Regions from separate parts of the Mus musculus genome. Here region 1 is linked to region 2. A link is a contact called in public HiChIP or PLAC-seq data. All regions are on one chromosome and are shown on one strand. Each heading gives the region's core, a stretch centred on a gene start, on an enhancer-like site or on the middle of the called end of the contact. The rest is flanking DNA. Distances are from core to core; before and after follow the strand shown. Region 1 holds the start of Colca2 (COLCA2 homolog). Region 2 holds the start of Gm32681 (a long non-coding RNA gene).

Evidence for each region. HiChIP or PLAC-seq counts read pairs in DNA pulled down with a chosen protein or histone mark.
Region 1: an HNF4G HiChIP or PLAC-seq map of pancreatic cancer cells shows a contact between it and region 2. The contact joins the promoter of Colca2 here to the enhancer-like site in region 2. A contact is called at or near these places in 3 of 39 promoter capture datasets (hippocampal neurons, liver and neural stem cells), 2 of 115 datasets of contacts at active chromatin or transcription factors (embryonic limb bud and pancreatic cancer cells) and 1 of 9 other capture datasets (adipose tissue).

The regions. Positions count from the first base shown.
Region 1 is chr9:51,276,166-51,282,212 of GRCm38.p6, reverse strand. Colca2 (COLCA2 homolog) reads left to right here and starts at 3,659. Exons shown (of 5, transcript NM_001195681.1): 1 at 3,659-3,873; 2 at 4,523-4,617. The coding sequence starts at 4,558. It overlaps Gm32819 (a long non-coding RNA gene), which reads right to left. Exons shown (of 9, transcript XR_003948163.1): 2 at 4,974-6,047; 3 at 4,821-4,862; 4 at 1-4,675.
Region 2 is chr9:51,040,863-51,046,739 of GRCm38.p6, reverse strand. Gm32681 (a long non-coding RNA gene) reads right to left here and starts at 322. Exons shown (of 3, transcript XR_870735.2): 1 at 292-322. Within about 2 kb of position 4,384, at least 19 of the 459 cell types and tissues checked have an H3K27ac peak or open chromatin away from gene starts, as enhancers often do. A contact at or near this core is called in pancreatic cancer cells, where this site is marked.

The DNA of each region.
Region 1 (6,047 bases), core at 2,410-4,909, 240 kb before region 2:
AACTGAAGCAGGGTACCAACTTCTAACGGCATTTGGAATCTCAAGGTAAAAATAGCTGGTTGCGTTAGATATCATCATCGCACAGATACACAGATACATAGACACACAGACACACGTGTGCGTGCACACACACACATGCACACCACACAGAAACAGAAAGACAGAGATAGGGGGAAAGGAGAGAGAGATGCAAAGAGGATCTACTGAAAAAGCATTGTCTCCTGCCTCCTGAAGCAGGGCTTTGGCTCTGAAATGTCTGTGCTGAGGCTTTTCAGTTACAAGAACAAGAATCAAAACTCCTGAATGTTGAGCTGACCTGCAATATAGATAGCACAGGGATGATTCTCAAAGTGGGCCTGTGGAAATAGTTTTCTGAAGTTATTTGTCAGTAACATCATCAGACTCTAAACCTCAGGAACTGCACCAGCACACAAATGCCCCAGGATGTTAGCTATGGCTCAGGCAAAGACTTCTGGGAGAAAAGATGCAGATTTCTTCGCTCTTATCCCTGTAGACACCAGGCTTCTAAAGAGCCTGTCTTCCAGTCTGTGTTCTCTCTGGAGAACTCAGTCACCAGCACTACTGTTCTTGATATTGTCAAGGGAAAACTGTGACCTTAGGCCCCCTCTGCTCAATCCTGTGTGAAAGGGGAGCTGAAGAAATATATTTAGTGTAAAAGAATGAGACAGCACGAGGGGAAAGAGAGGCATGTATAGAGTCAGAGAGAAAAGAGAGACAAGAAATGAAAATAAGTGTCAACATGGAGAAAAACAGGGGACAGAAAAGGGGGGGCAGAATAAACAAAACAGCCAAAGGACAACAAGGAGATCTTAAAAGCAAGACAGAAAGGAGGACAGCAAGGGAAAACATTGACTAGAGGAAAGAAGGATGTGGTCCCAGGGAGAGGGTTTCTCTCAGATCCCCTGGTCCTTTCTCTGGTCTGGTCCTCAGGCCTGGCTTTACAAAAATAGAGTCCAGTGGCTGATAAACACCAGCTGGACCAAATACAACCACATCTCACCCTACTTCTCCACCGCCAGATGCTACTTCAAGTGTCCCCAGCCCTGACCCTTTTCCAGATATGTGGCTCCACCTGCCTAGCAGACAGGTCTACCCTGAATGCTTGTATCACCCCCAGAGACCCTTTAGCTGAGCTGTTTGTTAGATACTCTATATCTAATATACTATGTCTGATATATTTTTAAGTTTTCAGACTTTTTTCTAAAGATTTTTTAATCTAAAGCTTGGGTTTTTGTTTTGGTTTGGTTTTGGTGTTTTTTTTTTTTTTTTTGGCTTTTGTTTGGTAGGTTTATTTTTTGTTTTGTTTGCACTTCAGACAACTCGGGGATTAAAAGAGAGAGGCCTATACCATCACTTTATCTGCATTCCTGGAAACCTCCTAGTTATTTGCAAAGGGGACCCTTCTGTCCCCCTGTGACATCTTGACCTGACATTCCATATCACTCCAGTCTCTTCATCCTTCAAATCACAGGACAGAGAGCAACTCAGGCAGAGCTTCCAAAATACACATCAGCATGGGTCGGAGTTACTCATATTCATGAGGGATCCAAGAAGACAGGTTGGTTCCAAATTCCTCCTACCTCTCTCCTCAGAGCCTTCAAAAGAAAGAAAGAAAGAAAAAACCATGCCCTTCCTCTAAAGGAAGCAGGAGTTCTATGAGGTAAAAAGTCTGGGGTTCGAGGAATTAAAAACAAGCCAAAACATAGGAATAGGGATTGCCACAATGCAGCAGTGGAAACCTGGCCTAAAGGAATCTCAGGTGGGTCAAGGAAGCTGTGCTGGTCTACAGCTCCAAAGAGCAAAGAGCGCTGATGTTTAAGGACTGCTTGCTGGAAGCCCAGTGTCTGTGACCTAGCAGGAGGGAGGATGCAGACTGGACAGGCAAGCCTTGTGGCCAGGCAGGGCCAGAGGGATACAAAGCACAAAGTTTTGGCCTCTGCCGTCCTCTGACCTGCAGCCTGGGCCCAAAGTGGCTCTTTGCTGTGCCACACCCTCTGTCTGCCATGTTCATTCCCCAAAACCTGCCATTTCCCCTTAAAATGGAGAGTGGACAAGAGAGATTCAATGTGGCTGTCCAACCTGGTTCAGGTGGTCCACAGGGAACAGCCTAGGTCAGTGGGGACTTCAGGGCAGCCTTTGAGGCACTAACATAGAGCATCTTTGAGGACACCTGCTCTGCCTGTGGGCAGGTGGACAAAATGTTTAAAATAGGAGAAAAGCAAGGGTCAGGACCCAAAGGGATCTCCCTCTCTGTTTCTCTGGACTCTCTGTGAGGTGCCTGTGTGCAGGATTTCTGCAGAAGATAGTCCATTTTGTTAAGCCTTTGAATATTCAAATTGAAAGTATCGCGCAATCATTGATTGTCAAATCATGGGTTTCTAGAGGTTTTAAATACTTGGCATGAGGGGGAAAAAACTCAAACCTATACCCGAAGGTATAAAACATTAATTCTGTGTGTCTCCTGATCCAGGGACCTGGGTGCTGCCTCGTGTTTTGTGAAACTTTAAAAATGTCGCATCTCTGCCTTTCTCCCTGCACAGGAGCCTTCCTAGGTGCTGAGTCTCTGAAGCTGCAGCATCCAGTCTCCAGCCCAGCTCCTGCTGACCAGGATGTCGGGTAACTCAGATGCTTTTCCAGGGGTCGGGTCATGAGGGCCAGGGGCACTTGGATCCGAGTGTATTTCCTCTGCTTTTCCTGCGTATAACAGAGAGGCACAAAGTCAGGGAATAATAGTCAGGGCCGGGCATGGATCCAGAGAGGACGCGATCCCGCTGTGTCGGGTCCCTCTGGGTGACTGCCCCCCAGAGCAGAGGCCCAGAGACCCATAAGGCCACTCCGGACAATCGAGTCCCCCACGCCCCTGCCTGCCCTTTCACTTTTCCACCTTGGAGTCCTGGGAATTTGGAGGCGCCGACCTTGTGAGCCCAGAAGCGGCGGCGCGGGGGAGCTAGAGGCTCACGGTGAGCCCTGGACTGGAGCAGGACGCACCCGGCAGGGAACTGGGCTGGGGCTGGTCCCGCGTGGACCCCGAGGCGCGCCCGCGCTGCCTGCAGATCCCAGAGCCGACCCAGACAGTGGGGATGGGAGGAAAGGAGACTGGAGCGGAGTGGGCGCGTCCTGGCACTGCAGCAAGACAAACCGATGCCCAGGACCGGGAAGAACAGCGCACTAACTTTCCTTAGGGATCCTAACTTTCAGGATCTGGCTCGTGGGTGGGGGTCTCCCTGCTGTCCAGCCGCGGTCCCTACACTAACCAGGCGAGGCGCTGGTGGCCTGGCACTGTCTCCAAACGCCTAGGCCAGGGGCCACTGTGCTCCGCCCCTCCCCGTGATTCTAATAAGCGCTCTCTCCAGGGTCAAGGTCGGGTGGGAGTCACACTGGGCTTCTAAGTCAAACTCTATTCGGAAAGTGCCTCTGCCGGGTCTAGCCTGGCCTAACAACCAGTCAGACCTACTCACTGCGCTCTGCCGGGACCCCAGGCGGTCACCGGTCCCTCCCAGCCGACCCCCGCCTAGCACAGCCGGCTACTTGGGCTCTCCCAGGTCTCCCGGCCCAGCTCTGCCGGCTCAGGGGCGGCCCCTTCCGGAGGGCTGCCTCTAGGCGACTGCGCGGTCCTAGGGAGCCTCGGGATGCCATTACTCCAGAGCTGCAGCTCTTGCTGGAGAACTCTCCACAGCTCAGTTCTCCAAAAGCCTGCACCGGAAAGGGAGGGGGTGGGAAGAGATGAAGAGAGCGACAGAGTCGGAGACTAGAGGGAGGAAGGGGGTGAGGAAGAAAAGACATTTTTGAAAAAGAGAAAGGACCGACAGGAGACTATTTCCCGATCTTGGCTCCTTTTCTGGGGTCAGTGCAGTAAGTCCTTAACAGGGCCAGGACAGACTGACTGCCCCGACCCCTGTAGCTTGTCGCTTGTTTCAGGGCTTGCTTCCAGACCAAGGGCACCACAAATAAAGGTTGTACTTCCCCAGAAGCCATGCCTGGATTGATAGAGGAATACAGTGGGGCGGGGGGCATGGGGAGAGGGGCTGTTGTTCACATTATGGTGAGGTCCGCGAGATCAGTTGGAAACAGAGAGCACCCCAGATCCACAAGCTGAGCCGGAACCCCAGATTTAATATCGTAGCCAAAATAGCAGGCTTGTTTGACCTCCCTCCACATTCCAGAGCAGAACAGCTGGTACTGTCCTGAGGATGGGGCCCAGCTAGGGATGAATAATTTCATAGATGCCCACAGATACTGTTCCCACTAGGACCCTGAAGCACCTGCCTGTGCTTAACCTTTTCTAGTTTGAGAAATGTGGGTATTTTTTAACGTTATCTTTTCTTTCTTTTTCTTCTTCTTCTTTTTTTTTCTTTTCTTTTTCTTTTTTCATTCTCTTCGTGTGTTCTGCAAAGGTAGAAACTTGGCCTTGGGTATCCTAGCCTTACCAAGGGAACCCTCACTGTATCCCCTTGACACCCAAGCTTTGAAACTGACCACTAACCCTGTTGCCTCTCCCCAGAAAAACCTAAGGTGTATCAAGGCGTCCGTGTGAAGATGACCGTGAAAGAGCTTCTGCAGCAAAGAAGGGCACACCAGGCCACCTCAGGGGCAAACGTAAGCACCACCCTCTCCGTCTCTGTCCCTCCCAGTCCATCGAAGGCTTCGTTCAGCCCTGTGTCAGGGAAGATGCAGAGGCCACCCATAAGCACAGCCCTGTTCAGGGATTCTTACATCTGTCCCCAACTTCCCAGGTCACCATAGGCAGCCACCAAAACCTGTGGGACATGGTGTAGGGCTCAGGACTGTGGGAGGCTCACCTCTCACTGCTCATAGCTGAGTGGGGAAGGCTTCTTGGTCCTCTGCAAGGAAGAGAGGCAGCCAACAGGTTAAATATGTTTTTATAGTGTTAAGAGAGTATAGATACAGCCCCAACAAACTCATTGAAAAAAAATTATCTCCCAGAAACCCACCTAGTTTCTCTGTAATTTAGGCTCTGAGGTCATGTATATGAAAAACCAGCAGTCACTGGAAGTCTCTGGAAGAAAAGGCCTCTCTCTCTGGAATACACAGAACTATGACAGAACTGATCTGGGTAGTCATAAGACACTCTGACACCTCACATTTATAACCCAAGTGCTTGGGGCAGCTGCAGAACCATGTAAACTAGGCGTGCTTGTCCACCGAGAGAGAGTTCAATTTGAAGAGCCTTCTACACGTGACACTGTTAGTGCTTGTGGGTAGGTGTAGGTGTGGAGGGAGGATCAGACAGGATTCCAGTCATCTATGACTTCACTGGTCTGGTCAGCATGTGATCCTGTGCAAGTTCCATGTTGGACTTCATGAATGGAACTTTGGCACCTCAAGCAACAGGAGGGAGAAATTATGGAGTGATGGTGAGATAGGTTTCTGAGCCAGAGGACTTGGGCTTAGTTCTCAGTGACTCTGTGGCACGTGTCCTCCGATACATTGACTTACTAGAGGCTTCTTTGTCTGTTCCCCTAATTGTTCTGTTGAAAGCTAAGAAGAGTTGTATAAAGGCTAAATAAGTGTTTAGGGGCATTCTCCACAGAGAGTGCTCAACAGATCACTAAAGTAAATTCCAACCAAGGGTGGATGGGCCGTTTGCACTAATGTGTATTACACCTTTCTCTCAGAACTTAGAGTTGAAGCACATTTGCTATGATTTGATACACACAGCTAGATAAATTAGTTGTCCCCATTTGCAGAATATCAGGCAACAGTAGAATGTTCTTATAATACTAAGGTGGATTTTCAGTGATTCTTTGTTCAAAGTACCTTTGTATATTCATTATTTCATTTGATTGTAATGATCAGATGACATGAAGAGATCAGAAATCTGTATGCCTCATGACAGCTAAGATCCAAAGTCTTGAAGTTAGAAACAGGCTAAAGGTAGAAACAAGATCATCTTATTTTTCAGTATTGGCTCTCTAAACTCATCTTTCTACAGAGCCGATCATACTAACAGGAGTTTAATAACCTCAGTAGTTCATAACTATACCATTAATAAAACGAGGACCAGG
Region 2 (5,877 bases), core at 3,135-5,634:
GCTTCCTGACCTGCTTGAGTTCCAGTCCTGACTTCCTTTAGTGATGAACAGCAACGTGGAAGAGTAAATAACCCTTTCCTCCCCAACTTGCTTCTTGGTCATGATGTTTGTGCAGGAATAGAAATCCTAAGACACGGGGGCTGGTGAGATGGCTCAGTGGTTAAGAGTGCCGACTGCTCTTCCAAAGGTCCTGAGTTCAAATCCCAGCAACCACATGGTGGCTCACAACCATCTGTAACGAAATCTGACACCCTCTTCTGGAGTGTCTGAAGACAGCTAAAGTGTACTTACATATTGTGGGAAGCCACATGTGCCGTTGCTGAGTGGCACTGACTACTGCTGGCCACCATGCATAAGATTGGACAAACAACCAATGTGTACATATGCAGTAAAGTTTTTTGCAAAGACACTGCCTGGCCCAGGCATGATAATGAGGTTCTGTAAGGTACTGAGAGTATAACCAATCAGATGTGAGACATGCAAATGATGCATGATAATGAGGTTCTGTAAGGTACTAAGAGAGTAACCAATCGGATGTGAGACATGCAAATGAGGTATGATAATGAGGCTCTGTGAGGTACTGAGAGAGAGTAGCCAATCAGATGAGGAACATGCAAATGAGGCTTAGTGCATAACCAATCCGGGTATGAGACACGCCTCTCCTAGGCCTATAAAAGCAGCACCAGTTCTGGACTCGAAGTCTCTTTGCCTCTACAATCAAGCTCTCCCAATAAACGTGTGCAGAAGGATCCTGTTGCAGTGTCGTTACTGCTGGCCAGTCCGGCGCGCGCAAGAACATATAAATAAATAAATAAATAAATAAATAAATAAATAAATAAATAAATAAATAAATCATTAAGAAAGAAAGAAAGAAAGAAAGAAAGAAAGAAAGAAAGAAAGAAAGAAAGAAAGAAGGAAAGAAATCTTAAGACACAGAGACACTGAAACTTATAGAGGAGAAAGTGGAGAAAAGCCTCAAAGATATGGGCACAGAGGGGAAATTCCTGAACAGAACAGCAATGGCTTGTGCTGTAAGATCAAGAATCGACAAATGGAACCTCATAAAATTGCAAAGCTTCTGTAAGGCAAAGAACACTGTCAGTAAGACCAAAAGGCAACCCACAGATTGGGAAAAGATCTTTACCAATCCTAAATCTGGTAGGGGACTAATATCCAATATAAATAAAGAACTCAAGAAGCAGGACTCGAGAAAGCCAAATAACCCTTTTTAAAAATGGGGTACAGCTAAACAAAGAATTCTCAACTGAGGAATACCAAATGGCTGAGAAGCACCTGAAAAAATGTTCAATATCCTTAATCATCAGGGAAATGCAAATCAAAACAACCCTGAGATTCCACCTCACACTAGTCAGGATGGCTAAGATCAAAAATTCAGGTGACAGCAGATGCTGGTGAGAATGTAGAGAAAGAGGAATACTCCTCTATTGCTGGTGGGATTGCAAGCTGGTACAACACCCTGGAAATCAGTTTGGTGGTTCCTCAAAAATTTGGACATAGTACTACCGGAAGATCCAGCAATACCACTCCTGGGCATATACCCAGAAGATGCTCCAACTTGTAATATGTACACATGCTCCACTATGTTCATAGCAGTCTTATTTATAATAGCCAGAAGCTGAAAAGAACCCAGATGTCCCTCAACAGAAGAATGAATACAGAATTTACACAATCGAGTACTACTCAGCTATTAAAAACAATGATCTTATGAAATTCTTAGGCAAATGGATGGATCTGGACAATATCATCCTGAGTGAGGTAACCCAATCACAACAGAACACACAGGATATACACTCACTGATAAGAGGATATTAGCCCAGAAACTTAGAATACCCAAGATACAATTTGCGAAACACATGAAACTCAAGAAGAAGGAAGCCCAAAGTGTGGATACTTCGTTCCTTCTTAGAATGGGGAACAAAATACCCAAGGAAGGAGTTATAGAGAGAAAGTTCGGAGCTGAGACTGAAGGAAGGACCATCCAGAGACTGCCCCACCCAGGGATCCACCCCATAAACAACCACCAAACCCAGACACTATTGCATATACCAACAACATTTTGCTGACAGGACCCTGATATAGCTGTCTCCTGTGAGGCTATGCCAGTGCCTGGCAAATACAGAAGTGGATGCTCACAGTCATCTATTGGATGGAACACAGGGTCCCCTATGAAGGAGCTAGAGAAATTACCCAAGGAGCTGAAGGAGTCTTTCAGCCCTATAGGAGGAACAACAATATGAACTAACTAGTATCCCCAGAGCCATCAATGGGAGGAGAGGCCCTTGGCCTTGCAAAGATTCTATGCCCCAGTATAGGTGAATGCCAGGACCAGGAAAGAGGAATGGGTGGGTTGGGGAACAGGGGGATGGGGAGGGTATAGGGGATTTTTGGAGAGGAAACTAGGAAAGGGGATAGCATTTGAAATATAACTGAAGAAAACATCTAAGAAAAAAAGAAAAAAAGAATTACTGAATGAAAAAATTAATTAAAAATAAATTTTTAAAAAGTCACTGAAGGTATTAACAAGAGGGTCACTAAGCACTCTTAACTCCATTCACTCGCATGCACTCTCATAAAAGGGGGGACTTGGAAACAGTTGTGCACACAGGAAGAGGATGATGGTAAGACCAAGGCAGATCCAAGTGATTTTTCTACATGCCAAGGAATATCAAAGATTGCCAGCACATCACCAGACACTGAGTGAGAATTATGACAAGTGTGTCTTTTACAACATCAGAAAGAACCAAACCTGCTGTTGCCTTGATCCTGGACTCTAAAGTTGTGAGAAAAAAAATAGATTTCTTTTGCTCAATCCATCCAGCTGTGGTACTTGTTTCTGGCAGCTTAAGCCACTAATACAGCACATATGAGCTCATTAAACATGAGCTAACATCAGATTAATTGTACAGAAGAACACAGTTTTTTTATTTAACTGTAATAAGCATTTTGCCCTACACCGCACAGCTCCTTGCCATGTCAACTTAACCTATGACAATGTATAAGAAAAGTAAACAGATTGTGCTGAAATAGGCTCTACTGCAAATCACTCCAAACTCTCCTTCCTGCAGAGAGAGGCCCAGCCTATTGGTTAGGCTGCCTTGCTGTGCTGTCAGCAGCTGTGGATTCAGAGCTGCCTGTGGAGTAAATGATAAAGACAGAACACAGGGAATGCTACCACCCAGGGGGATCTCACACCCACCATGATGCCACAAACTGCCTCCAGGATGGACACCACCCTTGGCTTAGAACAGAGAGAGAGACAGAGACAGAGACAGACAGACAGACAGACAGACAGACAGACAGAGAGACAGACAGAGAGAGACAGAGAGAGAGAAACAGAGAACACAAGACACAAAAACACATTTGTCTCTGGTTAGAATTTTAACTTAAATAGATCATTAGTGTGTTGTCCTAATTTAAGTTTTTATTTGAGTGAACTTATATCTCTGGGGAAAGTTGAACATAAAATGACAAAACTATTAAAGCTTTATTTGTGTTACTATCACAGTGATGATGGGTAACTTTTTTATTTTTGTTTTGTTTCTTGTTTGTTTTGTTTAAAGAAAAGGTCTCACTGGTTAGAGATAAAGATCTAGGAGCTGATGAGATATCCCAGTGGGTGAAGGTGCTTGCTGCACAAGCCTTACAGCCTAAGTTGCTGGATCCCTGGAAGCCACACAAAGATGGAAGGAGAGAACTAACTCCACAGTTGTTTTCCTTTTACCTCTGCATGTGTGTCATGGTATGTGAGCCTGTACACACACACACACACACACACACACAATTAATTACTTTTTAAAAGTTAAACTTTTTAAAGATGGCTATGGTAAAATGGCCCAATTTCTGACATTTCTTTTAAGACGTGTTTTAAAGCAATAACTATGATTTGAAGAGGAGTCAAGCAAGATTTGAAAGCTGGTGATAATTTTGTCAAATAACAGATACATGGTGGTTCACTGCATTAATCTTCTGGCTTTTATATACTTTAAAGTGTGTGTATGTCATAAAAGCAGAAAATGAACCAAGAGGGGTGAAGAGCTCTTATGGGGGAGTAGCGAGCAAGTAAGGGTAACAGACTATCTATGACATGACAGCTTACGGGGAGAGTATTTGTAGGGAAAGAAAGGAGCCAGCTAGAGAGGGCGTAGTGAGGAAAAAGAGCAGAGCATAAAGAAACACATGTATGAAAATGTGATGAAGCATTTACTGATTTTAAAAGGTTTCCATTAGAAAGTTTTAAAAACAAAAATGGGAAATCACCCACAGGTCTCTCTTGCTTAGGGAAGTTCTACAGTGGGTAAGGCAGAAAGTTCAGAAATTCCTATGAGTTTCTCCTCATTTTGTCGGGCATTCACCTAACATCTGGTCTCTTCCAGGAGATGAGTCATGAAGAATGAGGCGGTACCGAATCCCAGAGACGCCTCTGTGCTTAGTTACTTCTCAGCCATCGTTTCATTCTCACAATACTGCAAGGAAGAGATGACTTTTATCAAGGGTCAATGCCTTGCCAGTAGTGGGGTTTTGCTTTTGTTGCCTGTTCTACAAATCACCCCACGAATAGTTAAGCTGTGTGTCCTAATGTGGGCAGCTGGGATGCTGTTGTTCTTTTACATGTACACAACTTCTCGGAAGCACAAGTGGAGATCATTTGCTTTTCTTATGCAATGTCCCTACCATTTTTTTTTTTCATTGACATGCATGTCTTTTTTTTTTTTTTTTTTTTTTTTTTTGATTTTTCGAGACAGGGTTTCTCTGTATAACCCTGACTGTCCTGGAATGTAGACCAGGCTGGCCTTGAACTCAGAAATCGGATTGCCTCTGCCTCCCGAGTGCTGGGATTAAAGGCGTGCACCACCACGCCTGGCTGACATGCATGTCTTAAATACCTTTTGTGTTTCCAACCCTGTAAACACAAAGGTAAATATGGCCCGATCCTAAAGTGTTCACAATCCACCTGTAAATGAGCAAAGGTCACCGTGTATGACATGCTGCCTTCGAAGAGGCAAGTGTAGCACAGAGGAGGAGCCTGACACAGCCCTGAGTCTTCCAAAGTCCCACCTACCTGTGCAAGCTTCCCAGGCTTCAGCACAGATCAGCAAGTTACCTTGTTATCTCCTACAGCCCTTAAATGCTTCCTCATAGGGTCAGTGCCCCCTTCAAAGTCATAGATGAACTTGCCTTTGAGGTCACTGCTATTGCCAAGAGCCACCCTAGTCCACTCATATTATCCTGCAGTGCCCTCCATACAACTCCTAGAGCAGTGCTTTGCCCTTTACTAGTTACACATGTGCTCATGAGAACTGAAAAAGCAAATACAACAGGGTTAACTTTCCACTCTCCCAATTATCCTTTCCATTGTACATTTTCCTTAGTTTGCTACTAAAACCAGTCAATCTCTTAGCTGATGTAAGTTTTTGATATAGATAAAATCATCATCATACAAAACTACCCATGTAAAGATTGAGTCACTTTCTATAGGAGCATATATTTTTTGCAAAGTCCCATGTAGGCAGAAAGATCTGATGGAAAGAGTTACTTTATAGAAAGTTGTTCTGACCTAAAAACATCAAGCCAGCTTATGTTTTTAAAAGACTTGTTTTGTGTTTTTCAACAAAAGAGTGTCTTCTTTTTAGACAAGATTGCTTTTTCCTTCTCTCTTTTACATATAGAAAGCAGCTTTCTCAAAATGGCTTGCTTGGGGTCACTAACCCATTTAACTGCCAGTGCACTCTTAGCACCTCGGGACCTGCTCTTTTCTCTCTATCAGTTGAACTTTCCTCTGGATTATGCCCCAAATAAATTCATACTTTTCTGCTTTTTACTAAATCTAATAATGATCTCCCAAAAATAGCGAGTTTT